Linked DNA regions of Drosophila melanogaster: region 2 is linked to region 1. The links are chromatin contacts, called in public Hi-C maps. All regions are on one chromosome and are shown on one strand. The core of a region is the stretch at or near the end of the contact, and the rest is flanking DNA. Distances in the headings are between cores, read along the strand shown. Region 1 overlaps sls (sallimus). Region 2 holds the start of CG15878.

What was found. A called contact is a pair of places that touch in the nucleus more often than the background predicts.
Region 2: a contact with region 1 is called in a Hi-C map of the OSC cell line, with 3 times the contacts expected there. The contact joins the promoter of CG15878 here to the enhancer-like site in region 1. A contact is called at or near these places in 17 of 107 Hi-C or Micro-C datasets (the Clone 8 cell line, the D17-c3 cell line, the Kc167 cell line and 8 more).

The regions. Positions count from the first base shown.
Region 1 is chr3L:2,070,392-2,075,558 of dm6, forward strand. sls (sallimus) reads right to left here. Exons shown (of 31, transcript NM_001274385.1): 17 at 1-5,167. Among named protein-coding and RNA genes, the nearest start is that of CG42355, 35 kb to the left of the region's middle. Within about 2 kb of position 2,835, at least 9 of the 39 cell types and tissues checked have an H3K27ac peak or open chromatin away from gene starts, as enhancers often do. A contact at or near this core is called in pupal leg imaginal disc and wing imaginal disc, where this site is marked.
Region 2 is chr3L:2,210,439-2,215,605 of dm6, forward strand. It overlaps CG15878, which reads right to left and starts at 2,065. Exons shown (of 1, transcript NM_139442.1): 1 at 435-2,065. The coding sequence starts at 1,950. The coding sequence ends at 610.

The DNA of each region.
Region 1 (5,167 bases), core at 1,585-4,084:
ACAGAAGTTATGTTTTCTTCTACGTCTGCCCGAGTGTTAACCAATTTAGCTTCTTCTACAGTAATCTGTACATATGGAATCCCACCTTCCTCGCTGTAAGCAAGGTTTGTGGATGATTTTGTAACTGGCATTGCTTTTAGCTCCTGGGGTTCGACCGTTGCAAGGCTACCCAAAGATGGTACCGATGTCACCTCTTGTACTACCGAAACCACTAACTCAGAATTCAAATTTGAATTGGAAGTCAGGTTTACAGTTCCCGGCTTAAAATCACCATGCCCTTCAATGTTTTCATAAATATTAACAGTTGCATTTTCGGCTGGCTTAAGAAATGTCGGTACAGAACTAGTAGTTGCTCGCGTTAATGCGTGCGGCTCAAACGCAATATCAGGTGTTTCTTCATAAGCAAGTTGCTGACAAACATTTACAGAATTCTGTGGAGTTTGCTGAGTTAAGTTAGCTGTTTTTTGCAGTGGAATTTTAAGTTCATATGTTTCTTGAATAGAGCTAACGCTAACGACTTCCTCGGTTACCAAAGATTGAAGTTCATCAGCAGCAGCTTGAGCTGTGTCCTGAAGAATGTTAGGTTTAGGTAGGATGTCCTCTTTTAAGAATGTCGATTGTATTGTTGTTAAATAAGCTTTGCTCGTATCAGAATTCTTCGATACCTTAACAAATAAGCCATGTTTGTTTTGATCTTGAATTGCTTTAGTTTGTTCGTAAACATTAACCTCAGACACGTTTGTGTGTACGTGGTCTTCAGCTGATTTAATCCTAGCTTGGGCAATGTTGTCTAAAGGAGCTTGAGCTTCACTTTCCATTTCTAAGGGAACTTGTGTATCTATAACGTGCGATTGATTGACTATATCGGTAGACGTTAAAGTGGCTAATAATGTAGATGGCTGTGGGGCTAAATGAATACCACCCACATTATCTATTGGCACCACTTCAATAACAACTGTTTCCAGCTGAGTGCCTTCGGTAATTGGTTTACAAAAATTCTCTATTTCGGCATTTTCAAAAATATCTTCCTTATGCATAACTAGATTATCCATTTGAACGTGAACTTTATTTGACTCCACCTGAGCGACATACTCCTGTTGCGCCTTCTGCACAGCGACATGCGTATCTTTAAGAAGTACAGATGATTCTAAGGGAATGACATCGAATGTGGTGGTGCCTTGAAGTAGATTTAAAGATGGTTTTGCTCTGGCCTCCAAAGGAGATACAGTCGGTATTGACAACTCCTTATCGAAAACTGGTGGTTGTTGAGAATCTGATGTCACCTTAAACGTACTGTCTATCGACTCGACAGCAGAAACCGGAAGTAATCGTCCATCTGTGAGTTCCTCGGATTCCTCTATCGCTTGGGTTTCTCTGACGCGTACTTCATGCTGTGTTTCTTCATAGTTTGTCTGCGCAAGCGATGGTTTTGGAGGCGAACTTAACAGAACATCAATTCCTTCAACAGGATGCGTCTTTGTAGTCATCGCTAAACCGAGCCGCGATGGAATAATATCAGTTGTTGCTGCCACATAAGATTGCTCACGAGTCGTAATCTCTTTTTCAGCCTCAAAAGTTTGTTGGAGATCGGTTGCATAAACTTGAGGTAGATCGTGAGTGATCTCCGCTTGTTGTATGTTATATTTATCAACTTTTTGCTCCTGTCCCATGGCTTCATATACTGTTGCTTCGTCCACGAGCTTCGCATGAAGATTTTGGTCATCCTTAAGAAGTTTGGGTTTGTGGGTCGGTGTAGTTTCAAGACCCAGATTTTGTTCAGTTTCAAATGCAATTTGATCCTCTGCGATTATTGATTGACTTAGGCTATCCTGCACATTTGTGGCAATTTGTTGATCGGCAGATAAGATTTCGAAATTTTCAGATGCATTAAAGGCAACGTTTTCTGTCACCATTGTATGCCGAAAGGGAACTAGAGATTTTTGAGGCACTATACCAGCTGGAAACTCGGAATCAACTGAATTTATCGAAGAGTCGTATACAATCATTTCAGATGACTTTGTTTCATATAAATGATCAATATTAGGAGATGCACATTTGTTTGAAACTTTAAAGTCCGTCATGTCACTGGTACCTTGTTGTTCTTGCACGTATTCAGTTAGAGGCAACCGATGTAACTCTGAAGAAGCAGGTATTGCCTTCTCCAGCGGAATTAAGGGAGCTTTAAGGTCCTCCTCATGCTCGAGTGTTTCTTCTTGTCGAACTTGTGCGATGCCTGTCGTGCAGTCCAAAATAATTTTAGCCAGACGGCCACTTATATGATCAACATCTTTCAGGGACTCCTCTTTCTCTAAAATATCAGTCTCTCTTACATTTATCTCGTGCAAACTTTTTATTGAAGATTGGATCGTTTCCAATGCGGGTAATACTGGGTTCAGGCTCGAAACATGTTCGAGAACATTTGTCTGCTCGGAAATGGAGATTTTCTGATCAGATTCATAAGGCTTTGGCTTAATATGAACTGGCTGAGTAATGTTTAAGTCCTTTAATTCTTCTGTACTTTCACTTACAACAGCTGTTGTCGTTTTTAACGATGTTGTGCTTTCAATTAACTGTACACGACCTTTAGATGATTTATTGTAATCTGGTGTATTCAAATCGCTTAGAACATCAAACGAATCGATTTTCTCAACGTTCGGTAAAGTGATTTCCCCAATATTAACATTTGCCTGATAATAAGGCACCTTCTGTTCATCTAGTCTATCCAAAGATTCCATATGCTGGGGCCTCGTGATATTGGCCACTTGCAGAGCTGACGAAGTTCCAATGGCAGCGCTTTGTTCAGGATGGCGCTCTTTAACTGATAGAACGCTTTCTCCCTCTAAGGTAACACATGAGCTGGTTTCCAGAGATTGCAGCAACCCAAACTGGCTTTCTGTTGTTTGTGTCTGAGGCTTTAGATCCTCTGTGCGTGTTAGAGTACTTTCTAGCGGCTCCTGCTCTCTAACATCTGTTCCAAATTGTTGATGCATGCTAATATCTGCATTTACCGCCGTCGGTTTGGTATCTTCGGTTTTATCGATTGTCGACTCCATCGGAAGTACAACTAGGCCCTCAGCATATTTAAATCCATCGGTGACAGTTTCGGCTTTAGTAAGCTTTTGATTAGGTAAGACATCAATAATATCCGTACTTGACTCGGTTATCTGCACGTTTGTTACTTCCAAAGGTTGTTGGTTTTCATCTAGAATTGTGTCCCCCGTTTTGAACTCAGGATGTTGAAAGGCATCAATGTGACTAGTACTCTCTAACATATCTGGCTTACTAGTAACTCCAATCGACATCGTCTCAAAGACTTGATTAGCTGATACAGACTTTGTTTGCTCCGTAATAATATCACTTGATGTCAGACCTGGTTGAACTTCGTATATGCTTGTAACCTTTAACTCAGCAGGAAACATATTTGATGTAGCTAACTGTGGTGCCAGTTCTATATTGGAAGATAGAATTTCCTCCTTCTCCACTGTCGTGTCCTGCTTAATCTGCAACGCAGATTGCTCGACGAAATCGAATTTGGGATTCACCAGTTTTGGAGCTACGGAAACAAATTCTCCCTCAGTGTCAGTCACCGTCGTGGTCTGAACTTTTGCCACATACTCCCCTTCGCTAATATTTACTTTTCCTTGTTCTATCTTGCGATTATCGTCTGGTACCAAACCGAGTGATTCGAGGAGGGTCTCTTCGTTACTCTCGGCTGTGCCATATGCCTCTGTTAAGGCGCCCTTAGCTGGTTTTGTCGATTCTACATTTGGTTCGATAAGCTCAACTGTCGTTTCTACAAGATTCATCTGCTGCGTTTCCCCAATAGTTAACGCACTTGATTGCCCCAATGTGCCCTCGGCCATTTTCGGGGTATCAACTGCTTTCAAATCCTTAACTGCATTTTCATTGGAAACTGTTTCGGAAGTTGTTACGTGGTGCTGCATTTGCATATCTATAGTGGCTTCTTTTACATCTTTCTCAAAAATAGGCAAATCCTCGGCTATTGGACTATGAGAATCAGCGGTGCTACTGACTAGACCCTCAGATAACTCGAATAATTCCAATGCATTACTTTTGGCAGTCTGTGTTTTGGCCACCGTTTCTCTTTCCAAACTATCAAAAGTGATAATTTCTTGCACCTGAACGGGAACCTCCTCGGCTTTAATGGTATAATCAGCTAATCCCTTAGTAGGCTGGGTTATTAATGGCATATGGTCCACGTTCTCCAAAACTTCCAGTTCTTGTCCACCGACTGCCTTTGATTCCGTTACCGACATCGAAGGTGTCTCCATGCGTTCTTTAGCAGCTTGTTGCATTTCGCCTATAGAGTCCTCCGGCTGGCATTCGGTAATGCAAAGGCTCATGTTGGGGGTAAGTCGAGGCGAAATAGTTTCTCCCGGTGGCCTAACATCAGTGACATCCCTTCCCACAGTTTCGGAGGGTAAAACTTCCGCGATAATTAACTCCTCCTGGCTCAGTAGTTTCTGCTGAACGGTGTCCTCAATGGCAGAGGTGGGTTTTAGCTTCTCAATGGTCTCCAGTGCTTGGTGCTGTTCTTCGGTTATCTCATGCGAGAATAATATGTCGCTCTGTACCTCTTGCGAAACGGCCTTCAGTGGCTTTAGATCCTCGATAGCTTCTTCGGCGTTTGGAGCTTCAACCACCAAGGAGCGTGACTCTTTCATCTTCCGCTGGGCTTTCACGGATTTCGGTATTTTGGAAGGCAATTCCTTTGAAGACTCAGCCGTCTTTGCATGTGAGACATTAAGTGCATGCTTTAGCCTTACTTCAATATTTTCGGTAAGCTTGTTTTCTTTGGGTCTGGGAGATTCTTTTCGCAGGCCAAACTCATCGAGTGGTAACACCTCCTCATTGATGGCCAATACCTTTTGAGGTAGAATCTCCTCCTGTACCCGCGACGCCGTTGGGCTTGGAGTAGAAAGTTCTGTGGTGACTGAAACTGCAACGGTCTGAAGCGTGTCTTTTGAAAGATTTTGTATGGGTAGTGTTTCGTATGTGGACAGAGACTCCTCAATTTGCTCAAGAGTTTCTGACTGTGGTAATTCCGCGCTTGTTTCGTGAGCCAGTGTTTCTTTCTGTTCGCATTGAATTGTTGTCTCGGAAACTTCCTGTTCTTGTTGTTTGTGTTTTTTATGCTTTTTGATTT
Region 2 (5,167 bases), core at 815-3,314, 140 kb after region 1:
AGCAGCGGCTTTTGACAGCTGCAAGCCCGGAGCTCCGACGGTATTACAACTGACAGCTGGCGTCTGATGCGGTTTATGTTAAAAGGCGCACCATTCAGCCATTCGCCAGCCAAGCCCACACATGTGCGCACTCACACCGCGAATTTATGTTTATGTTAACAAAGTCGAGCCATTCAAGTGGCAAGCCAAAACAAGACAGCCCCGAATGGGCTGAAACCACATAACAGCCGAAAACCCCACACCCATTCATGTACCCGACAGCCACCAGCTCCATCCAATCCACCTGCCCTCAGATGAGATGCAGTCATGTGCACAATGCCGAAAACATTGTAACCGAGCGCGAGGTTCAGAGATAACAGCGACAACTGCTGCTCCTTCTTGATGACGACACACTCAAAAAACAGGGCTTCTAAAGTATATTTACCAAAAATCTTGTTTTATAAATGGGATTTCTTTATTTGTACGCGAAATCTTTAGGTTTATGCTAAAACAAACATACTTGCTGAGGCGCGAATTCTTTAGAATTGACAGTTTGTTCGCTTGACGGTTTAGAAAATACAATGGACACAAAATCTAAGGTTAAAATACAACTACAAATTACCGAACCACTTATTCTGTCTTTGGCGGGGTCTCTTCATTTGGTGGAGCCTCCTCCTCGTCAGCTATACTTCCGACCAGGCTTCCTTGGGTTTTTCTCTTGCTAGCCTCCGCGGCATACTCACCAAATGTGAGATTTATGTCGTACGGAGTGCGCCGGAAGATGTTCGGAGGAGTGTAGTTGCTCTGTATGGGCCAGAAGAGACCGTCCTCGTCGGGGGAGAAGGGTACCCGGCCGTAGAGCCAGGCGAACTCTCCCAACTCGTAGTAGAATCGTGTGGATGCCAAAACCAGTTCGATGCGCTGGATCTCGGGCAGGTGCTTCCGGAACACCTCCACCGGCAAGTGTTCGCTTAGGATTGAGCTCTTGGACTTTGACTTTGGCATATCGTCCTCCATGTCGCTTTCTCGCGTGGAGATCCCGTCCGGATCCACTTGCTGACCCTCCGAGAGCAGCCGGCAGATGGTCAGCAGCTTATCCTTGATGATCAGATGCTGTTTTCCCATGAGATACTCATCGGTGGGCGTGGAGGTGGGGAACTTCTCGTTCAGAAAGACGGAAGGGATGCGGCGAAACATAAGTTCTTTTGTATAGAGCTCCTGCACGTGATCCTCGATCTGGAAGACGCGATTCATCAACCAGAAAGTCTCACAGCAATCGGCCAGGGCCCGTGTGAAGCATCCGATCATGTCCTCGGAGGACTCCAGCATCAGCATGCTGTATTCGCCCATGTGGAGAAACAATCCGCACATGGGATCCGGCGTGATGGCCAGCGCCTTGCACTGCTTATGCAGCTCCTGCAGGCGCTCGCTGAAGATGGCAAAGAAGTCCTTGGGCTGATCGGGTGCTTGGGTGTCCATTTCCAGTTCCTCCTCTTCGACAAAGTCTTCTTCTGGATCGTCTTCACTGAAACGGAACATGTGGGTAACTACTTCTGCAGTTTCCGTCGCACCTTCTTCCGGTGCAGGAATGGGCGCTGGATCCGCCGTCGTGTTCATGGGCGATTCCGTTTCAGTGTTGTCGAAGATCACATCCTCCATGAACTGTATGGGCGCCGCTTCATCTGGTTCAGGCTCAGCCTGTTCCACCACCGCGTCGGCGAGCAACTCCTCGTTGGACACAACTGGCGTCAAGTGGCAGTTCTTGGCCAGGATAAAGATGCGCTGATAGAACACGGAGGTGTCCATGTCCGCTAGCTCCATGTCCACGTACTCCACCAACGACTTGCGCACCTGGAAGGTAATGGGTCTCTTCAAATTGAAAATGGTGTGCCGGGTCATCCTGGTCGTCCGCGACTGCCGCTGGCGGGCGGCTATGGAAGCTTGTTTGACATTGATCCGGTGAAAGGACATCTTGGCGGGGTGTGACTGCTCCTGTCGGGGGTCGAGAACACACTCCCAGGGTCACCGGGGTCTACCAGGAATATCGATAAAGCTGTTGTTTCTGGAAATTTTGATGTTGTCTAGCAACTAAGCGGTTGCTTAGACTGTTATCGCTTACGTTGCTTTTTTGCTCTGGAATGAATAGAAGAAATCAATAAATAAATAAATAGAATCAAGGAACTGCCACCAATTTAAGTCCCACTAACTCCCTCTTGTATCTTTAAAATTTTAGGAAAATAACTCCTTTTGAAAAATGAATGATCGTAAATTACAATCTTATCACATTTTTCTCTCAGTGCCGACTCATACACAGCACACTCTTGCTTGTTTAATGTACATGTACAGCGTTATTACCTAACCATTGTGCAAGTACTTGGGTCGCTGCTTCAATTATTATTATCATTCGTTTGAAATCTAAGGCTCTGCTCAGCCACTCGCCTTTGTTTTGCTCGGCTTTTAGTTTAGCTTGGCTTTTGCTTTTCAGCGAGTTAATTTATTCATGGCGCATTTATGAGCATAGTGATTTCCGGCAGCACCTACACTTGCCACCCACCAACATCCCGCCCGCAACATCCGACATCCAGCAACAACCTTAGACGAGGACGAAAAGGGAAAACTTCTTCATCAGGAGCCCAACTCGTCCTTCGAGTTTTCCTGCTCTCTCTCTCTCTTTGAACAATTTGAAACACTTGGGCATACAATATGTTGAAATGATAATGAGGCGAAATTGTTTTTTGACTCGCTCCCAGGTGTTTCTGTTTCTCTTTCCGCCCCACCTGGCTTCAAAGGATGTCTGAGCTGTGCTGATTATCCTTACCCGCCAGGATTCGCCTGAGTGGCCTCGCCCGTTTTGGCCGTTTAGTTTATTGACTCCAAAAGTTGCGTAGCAATTTGCCGCAATGTTTTAATAACCAAGTGGTTTCGTTTTCCGGACTAATAAGATGGAGTTTTTAAGAGCTCATCAGATGTGCTTAAGAACTTTATTCTAGAATCAACGAATTTTATTATAAAATGCATATGCAAGTGAAGTTAGAAGTTCAAATAGTAACCTTAATTTAATTCGCTTGGCGGTGAGCTCTGTAGCCTAAAAACAATATTATCTTTCATACCTGACCCACAAAGTCAGTTTGAAAAATACGACTTTTGGGTCAAGTGGTTTTCACTCAACCGTTGATTCTTTGCTCGCTTTATTAGTTTAAGCTTTCCCTTGGGCTTTCACTTTTCACTTTTCCAGCTCGCCTAGTTTCACTTTCGTTGCCATGCAAATATGCCGGCAACATCGATTTGCCTCCGAGATGTCGACATGCCACGCCCATTTGTCACAGTCGCCGGCAGCGTTGATTGCATCGAAGTTCTTAGTCAATATTTGCCGATTTCAATGAAATGAGAATTTGACATGCAGGCAAACACGGCAGACGACGTCATGCCGATGTATCCAATGGATCCTATGGAAACGATGGCTCCGATGGAGCCGGCATTCCATGGGTGTCCTCTTCGAATGGCTGAAAGCGGAGAGTATCTGCTGCCAGGAGGAGACACTGTGCCGGCATAGACTCGGTTGCAGATGCAACTGGCAGCTGCAACAGGAGGAGGGCAAACACGGGCTGACTGACTCCATGCCAAATTGAGGCTGGGTGGCTGGCTGGTTGGCTTGGGTAAATTAATTGCGATCTATGTGCCTTGGCATTTTTGTGTGTGGCCAAGTGATTGATGTCGTGAGAGGAGTGTTTGCTGTCGTTACCTTTGTTTCTCCAGAAAAATGCAAATTGTTCATCCAAACGATGGCAACCTAATACGGTCTTTAATTGGACATTCAACGCCACGGGCTATTAACACTCGACAGTTGGCTTAGACTCCAAACATTGAACAGTTTTAAAGGATGTTTAAAATATCTAATTAATTCAGCAGGAGTTGCAAAGTAATAAGTGATTACTAATAACTGCATAGTTGCAATGAAAATGCAATTCCACACCCAAATCCCCACCACTTTACAACACATTTCGATGGGCTCATCCTGTTTATCCCAATTATGAACTAAATCCGCCGCACGACATCACCCTGCTGCGGTATCAAAATGCTGAATAGTTTGCGATAAATTCAATTAAAATTGTAAATGGCTGGCAAACAGAATAGAACTTTTGCTTTTTACAAAATTAATGACAGCCCGGCAGCGAAAATTGTTCTAGGCAATTTTAAATTAATTCAATTATACGGGGCATCAGCAGCAGCACAAGTTCGGCCCTCGATTGCCTTTGCCTGACTGGCAGAAAAGTTCGTCCAGGTGCGATGATAAAATTTAATTGTTGTTGCCCGAATCCTTATTTTGGCAATGCAATTAAATGCAATGACAACTTGGCGGGGATGGCGGGGTGGTGCGGACAGGCCGGTCCTTACCGATTGGGAAAAGGATCTCTTAGCCAAGGCTAATCAATTAAGCCTTGGCAACGAATCGAATCTTGGTCCACATTGTGCATTGCTTGAGTGAATCGCTCGCCCGCATTTCCAATTAATGGCAGCTAATTTATTTGAACTGCCCCGAAAATCAATACAATGGGCCCGAGTGAAAGCGTACACGGAGAAAAACAAGTTGTCTGCTTAAAATATATATTCTAGTATCAACTTCCAACCACAAATTCAATATAAATGGAAGTCTTTTTCTTTGCAAAGCTATTAAGCATGAAATTGCAAACTTTTTGGCCTGTGCATCGAATTCCTCATCATCGTAGCCAATGGCCCCAGGGATCTGATCTGGATCCGCTGGAGTTCGGGGCAAATGGAGGCGGCGGGTGGCAGCTCAATTATATTTTTATTTATGCGCCAACATTCGCGCACTTAACAAAATAGCATCCGGCTGGGACCGAGGCATCCCTTTCTGACAATGGAATTTTATTGTTTCGCCAATGTAAGCAAATTCGGTGGAAACTTTTTGTGGGCTCTGGCGAAAGGATGGGATAGCATAAATAAAGTTATGTATTTGATTATGAAACCGGCGGATAGGCTCGTGCTGTGTGACCAATGGATTCAATTGCTCGGCAATCTTTTATGGCCGGGACAGACAAATCATAAAACGAATGGAGGCCCACAATGGCGGCCAAAGAAAGCCTTTTATGAGCCCAACTCGGCTTTAAGTGAAAGTGTCCAGTGAAGTGTCCAGTGTTGGTGAAAAGCATGTCGAATCGAAGGGCAT